Linked DNA regions of Mus musculus: regions 1, 2 and 4 are each linked to region 3. A link is a contact called in public promoter capture Hi-C data. All regions are on one chromosome and are shown on one strand. Each heading gives the region's core, a stretch centred on a gene start, on an enhancer-like site or on the middle of the called end of the contact. The rest is flanking DNA. Distances are from core to core; before and after follow the strand shown.

The links. Promoter capture Hi-C pulls out the DNA fragments that hold promoters and counts their contacts.
Region 1: a promoter capture Hi-C map of liver shows a contact between it and region 3. The contact joins two enhancer-like sites. A contact is called at or near these places in 5 of 39 promoter capture datasets (the C10 cell line, Sertoli cells, liver and 1 more), 4 of 484 Hi-C or Micro-C datasets (the HPC-7 cell line, embryonic stem cells, nephron progenitors and 1 more) and 4 of 9 other capture datasets (adipose tissue, liver, macrophages and 1 more).
Region 2: a promoter capture Hi-C map of liver shows a contact between it and region 3. The contact joins the promoter of Ambp here to the enhancer-like site in region 3. A contact is called at or near these places in 8 of 39 promoter capture datasets (the C10 cell line, the HPC-7 cell line, embryonic stem cells and 4 more) and 5 of 484 Hi-C or Micro-C datasets (embryonic stem cells and liver).
Region 4: a promoter capture Hi-C map of liver shows a contact between it and region 3. The contact joins the promoter of Orm1 here to the enhancer-like site in region 3. A contact is called at or near these places in 3 of 39 promoter capture datasets (cranial neural crest, liver and macrophages), 2 of 484 Hi-C or Micro-C datasets (liver and nephron progenitors) and 2 of 9 other capture datasets (adipose tissue and pancreatic islet).

The regions. Positions count from the first base shown.
Region 1 is chr4:63,184,969-63,187,891 of GRCm38.p6, reverse strand. No RefSeq gene overlaps it. Among named protein-coding and RNA genes, the nearest start is that of Kif12, 14 kb to the right of the region's middle. Within about 2 kb of position 1,386, at least 23 of the 459 cell types and tissues checked have an H3K27ac peak or open chromatin away from gene starts, as enhancers often do. A contact at or near this core is called in liver, where this site is marked.
Region 2 is chr4:63,152,899-63,155,598 of GRCm38.p6, reverse strand. Ambp (alpha 1 microglobulin/bikunin precursor) reads left to right here and starts at 1,427. Exons shown (of 10, transcript NM_007443.4): 1 at 1,427-1,657. The coding sequence starts at 1,544.
Region 3 is chr4:63,250,313-63,253,078 of GRCm38.p6, reverse strand. All of the region lies in intron 7 of Col27a1 (collagen, type XXVII, alpha 1), which reads right to left. Among named protein-coding and RNA genes, the nearest start is that of Mir455, 5.2 kb to the left of the region's middle. Within about 2 kb of position 1,323, at least 11 of the 459 cell types and tissues checked have an H3K27ac peak or open chromatin away from gene starts, as enhancers often do. A contact at or near this core is called in liver, where this site is marked.
Region 4 is chr4:63,343,248-63,345,947 of GRCm38.p6, reverse strand. It overlaps Orm1 (orosomucoid 1), which reads right to left and starts at 1,392. Exons shown (of 6, transcript NM_008768.2): 1 at 1,234-1,392; 2 at 737-879; 3 at 457-527. The coding sequence starts at 1,350. Gm52743 (a long non-coding RNA gene) reads left to right here and starts at 1,341. Exons shown (of 3, transcript XR_003955430.1): 1 at 1,341-1,604.

The DNA of each region.
Region 1 (2,923 bases), core at 137-2,636, 65 kb after region 3:
TCCTTTTCTCTTATTTGCCAAGAAAAGCCAGTGTAAATGTTCCCTCAGCCCCGGGTTAACTCGTGTCCTGTGCAAGCATTTGGTGCTGGGGAGGGGGTGTGCTTCACATCCAGGTTCCCTGCAGACTGCTTTAAAGATCTTTACTGAGATTCGTTCGCACAGTGCTACACTGCCCCACACACTCCATGGCAGAACCTCTGCCTTCAAATCTGCCACCTTCCCACAAGCACGGCCTCGGCCGCCCTTCTAGGATCCCGGTAGAAACTGATCCTAAAACCCAAAGTCCGGGAACCATCTTCTCAGCATCTTCACAGCACAGGCTGGGACAGAAAAAGAAGCAGTCCAGCCACAGTCCCGGGGCCACCCACCAAGTGCCTGGCACAGCGCTAGCCCATCACCAGCATCCTCCCACTGAGTCTTTCCAGCAGGAGGACACAGGGAAGCTGGTGCTCAGAAAGGCCAGTCACCTGCCTAGGCCACACTGCTGGCCAGAGGCAGTGCGACAGAACATTCCAGATTACACCTTTCTTTATGTCCCAGGGCTAGAAATAAGACATTGTCGTATATATGGCAAGGCACCTCCTCTGTGTGTGTGACTGTGGCAGCCTCATGCTAGGGTGCCTGTTTCCAGGAAGAAACTGCTGGAAACCAGCATTCATTCTGCTCCAAGCTTGCTGTGTAACCGTGAGCCACGGATTCTCCACTAGACTGAGGTATGCCCCTGTGATATGAGCAGATGCACCAAGTCCCACATTTCTGCTCCTTCTCACACAGTTTAGGCACCTAGGGCAACTTGGTGGTGGCAGAAGAAAGCTGGCTAATGGGATCATAGCGAGTGACTGAAGGAGAGGTCAAGTTCCCTTCCTGTAGCCCATTGGCCCCTGTTGACCCCTCCAACCAAAGTCCCTGGGTTGGGGAGTTATATGTACTAGACTAGGGCTCAGCAGAGAAACTGCCAGCCCTTGGCCAGGCACCTGGGGGAAGAAGGGACATCACAAGAACCCGATGGGCACCTAGCCTGATGTCTCTGCATTCCCCCCACCCTTCCCAGCTCTGTCCCCTTTTGCCTCATCCCACACCCCAACCCTTGCTCAGCGCCCAGGCCAGTCCAGCTCCTCCCTCTTTTGGCTGTGGCTCCAGCACACCGGCCGTTTAAGGCTCCACCTCAGCCCTTTAAATTCTATTTTTTCAAACCACATTCTTGAACTTGGCAGATAACGTGGCCTCCCGACAAGAGCCCTATTTACCCGGCCAGCCGTGAATGGGTCCTTTATAACTAGGTTCATTAATATTTCTACCTATTGGCCGGCTCTCCCGTCCTCCCCCTATCCAAACAGATTCTCTACACAGAAAGACTTTTCAAATACTCCTGTTGACTTTCCCGAGCGGGCTGAGCAGGCGTGAGTGCGTGTGAGTGCGTGCGCAGGGGAGGGCACTCGCCTGCCCCGTGCCGCAGGAAGGAAAGAGGCCGCTATTCATAGCTGAGTGGCGGCCTCCCAGCCCAGGTATGTGGCCTCACAAAGGCCCACTGAGCCCAGCCAGCCCCAGTGCCAGGGCCCACAGTGGGGGAGGTGGTTCAGCCCTTCCTGGCCCTGTCGCCTGGCCTGGTGACCCTGGGCAAGTCCCTGTTCATCTAGAGACAGATAATCTCTTGTCAGCTCCTCCCAGCTGTGGAGGATCTGGGTGACAAGCAGATATCTGGCTCAGGTGGGCTGCCCTTGTGTTTGGGTGCTGGGACACAATGGTGTAAACCCAGAGTCTCAGATCTCAGCAGACTGAGGAAGGAGGATAGAGAATTCAAGGCTAGACGGGGTGATATATAGCAAGTTCTAGGCTAGCCCAAGCTATATAAATAGACCCACTCTCAAAAATAACAACAATGACCCAAGGCTAAGGAGACTGCTCAGTCACTACAGTCTTGCCTTTTGAACACTAGGACCTGAGTTTAATTCCCAGAACCAGAGACAAATTATAACAACAACAACATTTGGGCCTTGTGACATGCACTTGTAACCCCAGAACTGAGGAGGCTTAGGAGGAGAAGATCCCAGAGTCTTTTCTGGCCAGCCAGTCCAACCAGTTGGTAAGCTCTGGGTTCAGTGGAGAACAACTGATTTCCAGACTCCACATGTGTGCACAACCCCATTCCCCTCACAAACGGCCCCAGGTGTTTCATGTGTACAAAAACTCCAAGGAACAATTTGTTCTACATGTGCCTCACCCCATCATCCTTCACCCCTACCAAACACTCCAGCCAGGATGTGCTGAGGCCCTCGGCCCCTAACGTATCTCAAATGCCTTCAACATGACAGCCACCAGAACCGTTTTGCTGTCTGCACGATGAGTGCACTGCAGACCTTGCCCGTTGTTGGGCCTCAGGAAACTATGAACACAGTGAAAGGTGTGGTTGTCCACAGCAAGGGCCTTGTGTTCACGTCAGAGCCTCTTCCCTACACTTTTGAGAAGAATGTGAAGAATGGTAAGTTCCATCTTCCTGCATGTCATACAGCCCTTTGAGGGACTAACACCACTGTAGCGGCTCCAGGGAGGACCTACGGTACTGCAGTGGGTACTGATAGGTCTCCCTCAAGGGAAACTGAACCAATTGCTTGCTCCCCACTCTCATGCAAAGGATGTGCCCTGGGGAATGCAGTGTCACTTCTGAGCATGCTCACAGGTGATAGCACCTCTAGGGTGCTGATGCTGTGATACGATAGGACCTAACACAGGCCTTTCCTTCTCGCTACATAATAATTCCAGACTATTTATTCTGTGTTAGGTCCTCTCCTGGACCTTAGGGACACGGTGGTCCCTATAACTTAGACTTTGGCCTTGCCCTGTTGGGGTAGAGACAAACAACAGGCAAAAGTGAGTATGAACTCTAGAACAGAAGTTGAGAACAGCAGCGGAGAAAGGATGCGGG
Region 2 (2,700 bases), core at 178-2,677, 98 kb after region 3:
GGACCCTGGCTCTCTGGTCTCAGCTCTAACAGGGATTGCCTGCTATATGAAGGAGTGTGCCGTGAGGGAATCAGGGAGGAGGAAGGACAATGGCTGGAACCCCTGGAGGAGAGAGAAGAGAGTGGAGAGGGATCATAGCACCATGGACGGGAGGAGCTCTGATGCAAACAGATGTGGGTTTAAAAATCTCCCATTAGAGTATATAAATCTAGAGGCTAGGGATGTTGCTCAATTGGTAGCGCTCTTGTCCAACATGCAGGAAGCCCTAGGTTTAACTCCCCCCACCCCCACCCCCCACCCCCCAGCATAAACCAGGTGTAGCTGTAGTTCATGCCTGTAATTCTAGAACTCATGAGGAGGGTCAGATATTCAAGGCAGAGCTGGCTACAAATCCAGTACAAGGGCAGCCTAGAGCTATATAAGACACTGTCTCAAAAAAAAAAAAATGTTGCAGGTTTTAAATCAAAATGTTACTGTGTTACCTTCTTTAGGCGCTGTTATAAAAAACCCTAAATCATTAGGAATGATACAAAGTGTGTCCTCTCTCCAAACTTCCTTGAACTGGTTTAGTCTAAAAGTATCATCCTGTTGATGGTTCTGGAGCAACTGGAGCGACAGGAACATATATCTTACGGAGGTCACAATGACCCTTCAACTCTTACCACACCCTAAGAACAATGCTGTTGCCTGTTGGCATTCACCCCTTCAACCTTCACCCCAAAGCTAGGATCCAGGTACTTGTGTTAACAGCGTTTATTGGTGAAGAAATGAGCACAGAGGGCTCAGCATTCTTTTCAAGCGCACACAGCAGGAAGACCACAGGAAGCTGCCTGGCTTTGGAGGCTCTGTTCCCTTTCTTACGGTGGAGCCCTAGTGGGTCTTGTCAATCCAGGAGAGTGAAAACTTATATCAGTGAAAGGCATCTGCACATGCTTCTGAGGTGAGCCTGGGGGTTCATCTGGGTACTGATGGTTTCACTGTGGGAAACCAGTGTGGCTCGGTGAAGGGATAGCATCTCTCCCTGTCCTGATTATCTTAATGGCTATGAGAGGTTGGAGACCAGAGGGAGAGTCTTGGGAGGAAGGATGCTTTGCTCTATAGCCAACTTCCCTGGGCCTTAGTTTTGTTATATGAGAAAGAAGCCAGAACCAGGCTACCTGTATCTTCTGAGATCTTGGGGGAAGAACTGGAGGGACAGGCCAGACACTGCCTGACTGCCCCATCCCCTGTTCTCCCTGGGGAAAGTTGACCTTTAATGAAACCTTTCTAGGGTCTGAACTCTATTGTGCTTGGTCAACGTCCCTTCAGAGTCAGTAACCATGGCTTCCTGTCCACAGAGTTGGACCTGGGCTGGGCTGTAGGGATCGATTAGAGCTGGCCCAAGACCCTGATTGGCCTTGGCTGAGCAAAGCAAACACCAAGGTCATCATTTGCCTCCGGATCCTTCCCCAGCCTCAGTTTGTAGCTGCCACTGCCGGGGAAGTAATCCCTGCTCCCACACTGAGCTGTGAGAGAGACATCAAAGACCAAAGACCACAGAGCCATGCAGGGTCTCAGGACCCTGTTCCTGCTGCTGACTGCCTGCCTCGCTTCGAGGGCTGACCCTGCGTCAACACTGCCAGATATCCAGGTTCAGGAGAACTTCAGTGAGTCCCGGGTAAGGCTGGCCTCTCTGGCAGAGGTGATCACAGTGGTGGTATGCCCATGCTCCTGGGCCTTGCCAGCTAAGGCCTGCCTGTCCTGTCTTGGGAGTACTCATCTTTCCTATCTTGTAGATGGCATCTCAATCTCTAGGAGACTTTCCTGGCCAGGCTGTTAGGTTATTCTGAGATTCTCTGAAGATACAGCTCCCTCACCTGCCATTCATTCTTTGGGGCCCCCTGTAAGCCTAGTGCCTTCCAAATCTGCGCTGTCCTCATGGGTCCCCAGAGGAATCCACATATGGCAGGTGGCATAGGGTGGACATGAACCTGTGAGCTTTGTGGACAGGCTTGTGGGATTGTGTGAGGAAGAGAGGTAGGACACTGGTTGATGGGATTGGGGAAATTACGAAGTGTGAGTCTAAGGGCACCTTGGCCTGTGGCAGACATGTCACTATGTGTCTATGCATATGTGTCTATGTGCAAATATTTTTGTTTGCATACACATGCCCTTGCATGTACGTGTGTGTGTGTTGTAGAGTTACATGCTTCCTTCCTTCCTTCCTTCCTTCCTTCCTTTCTTTCTTTCTTTCTTTCTTTCTTTCTTTCTTTCTTTCTTTCTTTCTTTCTTTCTTTCTTTCTTAACAAAGCAACCCCAGCTTTGTCCTGAATCATAAAATTGTCTGTGTAGGGACCCTGTCCACCTCAACGCTGTCTCCATGATCTATCTGAGGGGTTTTCAGAACACTCCCGGTGATTTTCTATACCTTAGGACAAGGAACAGGTGTGCTGGAGGTCCAGGGGCTGGAAGGTCAGCTCTATCTGACTGCTGTCAAGAGGAAGAGGTGGTTGACTGGTCCCAGAAGGTCCCACCAGGTTTGTAGGGTCTCCATGGCACTTCCGCTGGCTGCCTCACAAGGTGGCAGACACTGCCATGAAAGGTGTAAAACCCAAGCTTCATTTTCCAAGGCAGCGATAGCTGGTGACCTCAGAATATGCAACCTGGACTCTACCTACTCACAGGGGCATCTCAGACACTTTACTTCTGTGGAGCAGACCT
Region 3 (2,766 bases), core at 74-2,573:
TCTGTTATCTTCTAACTCTAAGTTCTAGGGCCCCTGAGAGTCTATGACAAGGGATAGTAAGTCAATCAGCACAGGCCCTGGACAGCCGGCCATATGGAGATCATGGTTGACATAAGTCCCTACGCCACCTCATTTCTTTCTGTTTTGTTTCTCTTTTCTGTCCCCTTCTTTTTTTTCCTCCCTTCCTCCCTCCCTCCCTCCCTCCCTCCCTTCCTTCCATCCATCCTTCCTTCCTTCCTTTCTTCTTTTATTTTAAGAGAGAGTCCCATGCAGCCCAGGCCGGCCTCCAACTCCCCATGTAGCCAAGGATGGCACTGGCCACCTGCTCCTCCTACCTTCACTTCCCAGGCCTTCACTTACAGGCCTGTACCACCACAGCTGGTTTATGTGATGCTGGGAGTCAAACCCAGGACTCTAGCATGCTTGACACTCTACCAGCTGATCCTTCATCCCAGCCCCCTAACGCACTTGCTCTACAGACACATAAACACAGCCTCACACAGGTGTCCGTCAGCATCCTGGATGCATAGGAAGTCGCAGTCTTCATTACAAACAGAAGAATCTGTCTTAGGGAGGGGGCTCGGGAAGTTCGCCAGCATTTCTTCAGAATCGTCTCATGCCAAGAGAGACTACCACCCACGAAACACATCTTACTCTAGATCAAGAGCTGCCCCTAGGAAAAAATCCCCCACTGGGTCACAAGTAGGCAAGGTGATCCCCAGACTACAGCAAGCAGCTAGACAAAAGGATCTCCGCTCTTATTACAGATCGATTTGGATTCCAGGACTGTTTGCCTTCGGGCTGGCTATGTGGCCAGAGACAATGACTCTTTGAACTTTGATTTCCTCAGAAATTATAAAATGGGCAGGAAGAGCCAATGCCTGGGTGGCATGATCTGCGTAGGAAGCACAAATCGTGGTGTCTGGCACTGAATTCAGCAACCTTAGAAACACCAGCTACGGTTGTTACTATGGCTTTCATTTCTCATTCATTCATTCACTCACTCAACAAACAGTGATGGAGTGTGCGTGGGCCAGCAGGTTTTTCCTCATGGGAAAAAGGAGCCAGGCAACATGCTTTGCCTCGAGAATTTACATTCCTCGAAAGGAACTAGAAAGAAATGAAGTAGAAAAGGCAAGCGTAGGTGGTGGGAGGCAGGAGATGCAGTGCAATGAGCAGCGGGAGTCTGCTTTGCAAGATGAATATGTTCCGGGGATCAGTTGCTCAACAATCAATCGCTCGATTGTGCTGAACACCATCACCAGTGCACTGAGAAATGGTTTGAAATGGCAAATCTGATGCTACGGCTTGTTGCCACGAACAAATAAAGTCAGGGTACAGAGGACAGCATGCCTGGGGAGGGGTGGTGACTCCAGGGACAGCCAAGGGATGGCTGATGGGGGAAGGTAGACAGACCTGGAGGTAGCATCCTGAAAAGTGGAACAGAGGGTACAGAAGCCCCAGGGCAGAGATGCTGAGAAGCGAGCTGAGAAGCACAAGAAGGCCTATGTAACTGCAAAAGAACAGATAAGGGCAGTGGGCAGAGAGGCAGATGGAGGTCAGAGCCGTCGACTGAAGCTGTGTCAGGAAACCCTAGGGACAAGGGGACAGGGCATGACAGGATACGAGGAGGAACAAGCTGAGGCCCTTTTCTCCCACAGAAGCATCAAGGTGAGCCATGCGCTCTTGCTGCGAGATCGAACCCCGGCAATTACCTCTCTGAACTCACTCTGCCAAGCTTTGCTTGCCTAGAGGATCACTGTAAACAGCCCAGAGTCTCGGGGACCAAGAACAACAATGGGGGCAGTGTGAGGCAGGAGCCTCTAGCACCCCAAGACTCCTGAAAACCAATCCACAGCATCGCTCTCCCCTAAAGAAAAGGGATGTGTTCAGTTAAATCCCAGATGAGGTTTAAGCAAACCTATGCTCAGGAAAGAGCTGGAAGGAAGTGAATCACAGAACCCACCATGCCTAACCCCGTGCCTTAAGCATGCGTGCTCACTAACACCCTGGATCACTTCTAAGAGATAGGTACCACTTGGTACACTTACAGTGAGGAAAAGGAGGCTCAAAGAGGTTAGGGGCCATCCTGAAGCCACACAGCTTTCATGAGAGAGTGTGTGGATTATGGCCCAAAATCTTTCAGATGTTAACCATCAATCACTGTGGTTGGGACTAGCCCAGAAGAAAGGTCCCCTTAAAGATGCATCTCCCTGAGACAGAGCCATTTTGGTCATGGCAACATCCTAGGGCAAAGGTCAGTAGCAGAATAATGAAGTTCCCACATTGGATAAGACCGAAGTCACCATTTTGGCCATCTCTTGCTTCACTGGACTGACAAGAGACTGAGGTTCCAGGAGAAGATAGGCTGTCAGGAAGCTGAGGCCAAGGTTAGACCATTCTCTAGACTTTAGAACTGTGGGATGGACTGAGCTGTCTCAATAGTGAACTCCAGAGGGCCTTGAATGTGACTGTGAACATGAGCTTCTAAATCCGGTGGGAACACAGTCAAGGTGGGAGGTGGGGTGCGGAGGGGGCTGCCTGGAAGCCCCTTCAACAGTGTTTACCAAACAGTTTTAAATCACAGGGCTGGGGACATGAGGCTCTTAAACCATTATCTTCTCTTGGCCCTGGCAATTACAGGGGCCAGCCATCCCACAAGGTGGCCCCAGGGCAGTGATTTCCTGTGTGTGGATGAAGGGTGCCAGGTGGGCCGAGGGAGGCAGAGGAGCCACAGAAGAGCTGGGGCCGTGGTTGCCTGGCAGG
Region 4 (2,700 bases), core at 143-2,642, 93 kb before region 3:
GCTGCCATGTTTTCAGACTCTGCTGAATGCAAGCCTCACTTCTCATTCTTCGTAGTTATGGGATGGCTGGGGCCTTGGAAAGGGCCCTTGGTGGTGTGGTGGTGGGGCATAGTTTACACTTCCTCTTAAACATTAAAACTTCTGCTCAGGGACAATTAAAACATAAGAGTGTCTGATCTGGCTCACTAGCATTGGATTGCCCTCCTACATGCTGTCGCTGGTGACATGGGTGTGTGGCTGAAGTCACTGGCTTCCCAACCCATGGGTTTCCCCTCTGAGCTCACAAAAGATCATAAGAATGGCCAAAGCAAGTCTGGCCTGGGAGCTGGACTTTGGGTTGAAATCTGCTTCCACTTACAAGCCTCAGAGAGTGACTTCACAGAAAAACTGCCCTGTTCTGCTGCCCCATCAGACCCTGGCAATACCCTCTCAGAAAGCAGTGTTTCACACCCTCACCATACTTGGAGAAGGTCCCATTTTCTCTCTGGAATCCTAGATGGGTGGAGTTATAGACACACTGGTCACCTCTAAAGAGAAAAGAAAGTGGACAACTGAGGAAGAGGTGATCTGACCAGGCCAGGGTAGGGAAGGGGCAAGAGGCAAGTAGACAAGACAGCTGTCCCCATTCCTGAAGGTGGGTGGGGATGCCAGGCAGAGCCAGTTTGTTCAGGTCTCTAGGCATCCAGGAGTGTAGTTAAGGACTGGGGTGGGTGGACTGGCTGTTTCAAGTACTCACATTGTTTGAGACTCCCGAAGCTCTATTGTGTCGTTTATCAAGTTGGTGGTAAGGTAAAAAAATTCACTCTGCATTGTTTGAATTGCCTGCCTGTACTCGAGTTTTCTGAAAGCTGCACCCATGAAAAACCATTTGTCAGAGAGCTGGGGAGAAGCAGGCAAACAGATGAGCAGGGCTTGTAATATGTACCTTGTTAGCAAGTCTTGATTAGTGGCAGGCAAGCAATGACTTCTGAACCATACATGGGTAAACTGAAGCTCCAGACCAGAATCCCATGGGCAACTCAAAAATCAGCCATCCTACTGCTCTGTCCCTTGCTGAGAGACCTCAGAGTGATGCTTCGGAGTTTGGAGGCAGGGAGATGCCACCAGGTCTCCAGGAGAGGCAAGGGCATTACCAGGAGCACAGAGATGAGCACAGACATCAGGGAAGGGAAAGCCCAGAGGAAAGAGTAGCCTCCTACAGTGAACAGGTCCAGGCCCGGGGCAGGCACTTACCCAGCTCAGGGTCTCATTGGTGATAGGTTCGCCTATGGTGAAGTTGGCATGTTCTGGGTTCTGAGCTTCCAACATCGGCAGAAGGCTCAATATGATAAGAACCGTGTGCAGCGCCATGCTGAGGGCACTCAGAGCCACCAGGCCTGGGAAAAGATCATTGGTGTTTGGATGGTGCAGCAACATTTATGACACGATGTGGGGAGGGCATGGGACTGAAGCCAGGGACAGTAGAGCTGTGGCACAATCTCACCAGCACTTGGGAAATGTCTTGCGCAAAATGTTCCCTCAAGCCAGCTTTATGCAGCTCCCTCAACCTACTGGTCCTGACACAGGCTCCTGCCGTACACCAGAGTGGCTGATTCATGGTCAAGGTATGTACATCGCTAGCCTGATGATACTTAGGTCCCAGACAGTGGTCCCACCCCTCTTTTATCCCATGGAGCTGCCTAGCAGGAGTGAAACCTACACATACATCAACCTCCCAAGTGTGCTATGAAGGAGCCCCAAGTCAGGGTTCATAGTGAACTTAGAAGACACTTAGGGGCTCAAGTTCAGGGCCAAGAACACAGATGGATTAGTTTCCAAAGGAGTGTGATGTTCCTGGGGACTTCTTCCCAGCCCTGAAGGCAGCCAAGTGCCCAGCAAAGGGGTGAATCTGAGATAAACATCTAGTTCAGCAAAGCTCCCAGTATCTACAGCAGGAAAGGATCTGCCTAGGACAGTGTGTGCCCAATCCAGGGTCTGTGCCCATCATCCAGAAAATATCTGGTTCTCATTCCTGCCTGATCTTTGTCTACATAATGAACACTCTCGAAAAGTATTGCAGGGACAGGCCTGGTGACTCCTGCTGAGGCACAGAGACGAGCTTGAGATTACAGTGAGCTGCTTCAAAACATCAATACAGCAAACATGTTAGAACACGCTCACAGTTTCATGATCTATTTCCTGTGTCCTCCACAAGTTCTCATGTTTCAGTGTAGTCAGGGTTATGTTTTAATGATACATAACTTGTCATTCACTTACTGTGTTCTAATTTCATTACAACCCCTCTTTAACCTGTGGCATTTCTATTGTGTGTTTCCTTTTCTGATATGTGTCAGAGCAACATATTGCCTTTAAAAATTAGTCTACCAACAGAAAGGAAAACAAAACAACACATGAGTCACCTCCAGTATCATGTGTGTAAATGTTTCTAATGGCATTATTCAAAGTAGCCACAAACTCCAAGCTCTTAAGTGCCTATTACCAGAAAAATGAGAAATGGGTTGTGACATTTCATGCAAAGATGGTGTTGCTTAGCAACAGAGAGAAATGAACAACTGATAGATTTGACCATACAAATGCAGCTCGACAACATTATTGCCAGCAGATCGCCCAGAGGTGGGGTTGTATGAGCCTGTTTACTGGGCGTTCTAGAGGCTCCAGACTAATTGTAATGATATTAATCAAGTCATTGACAGTGATCAC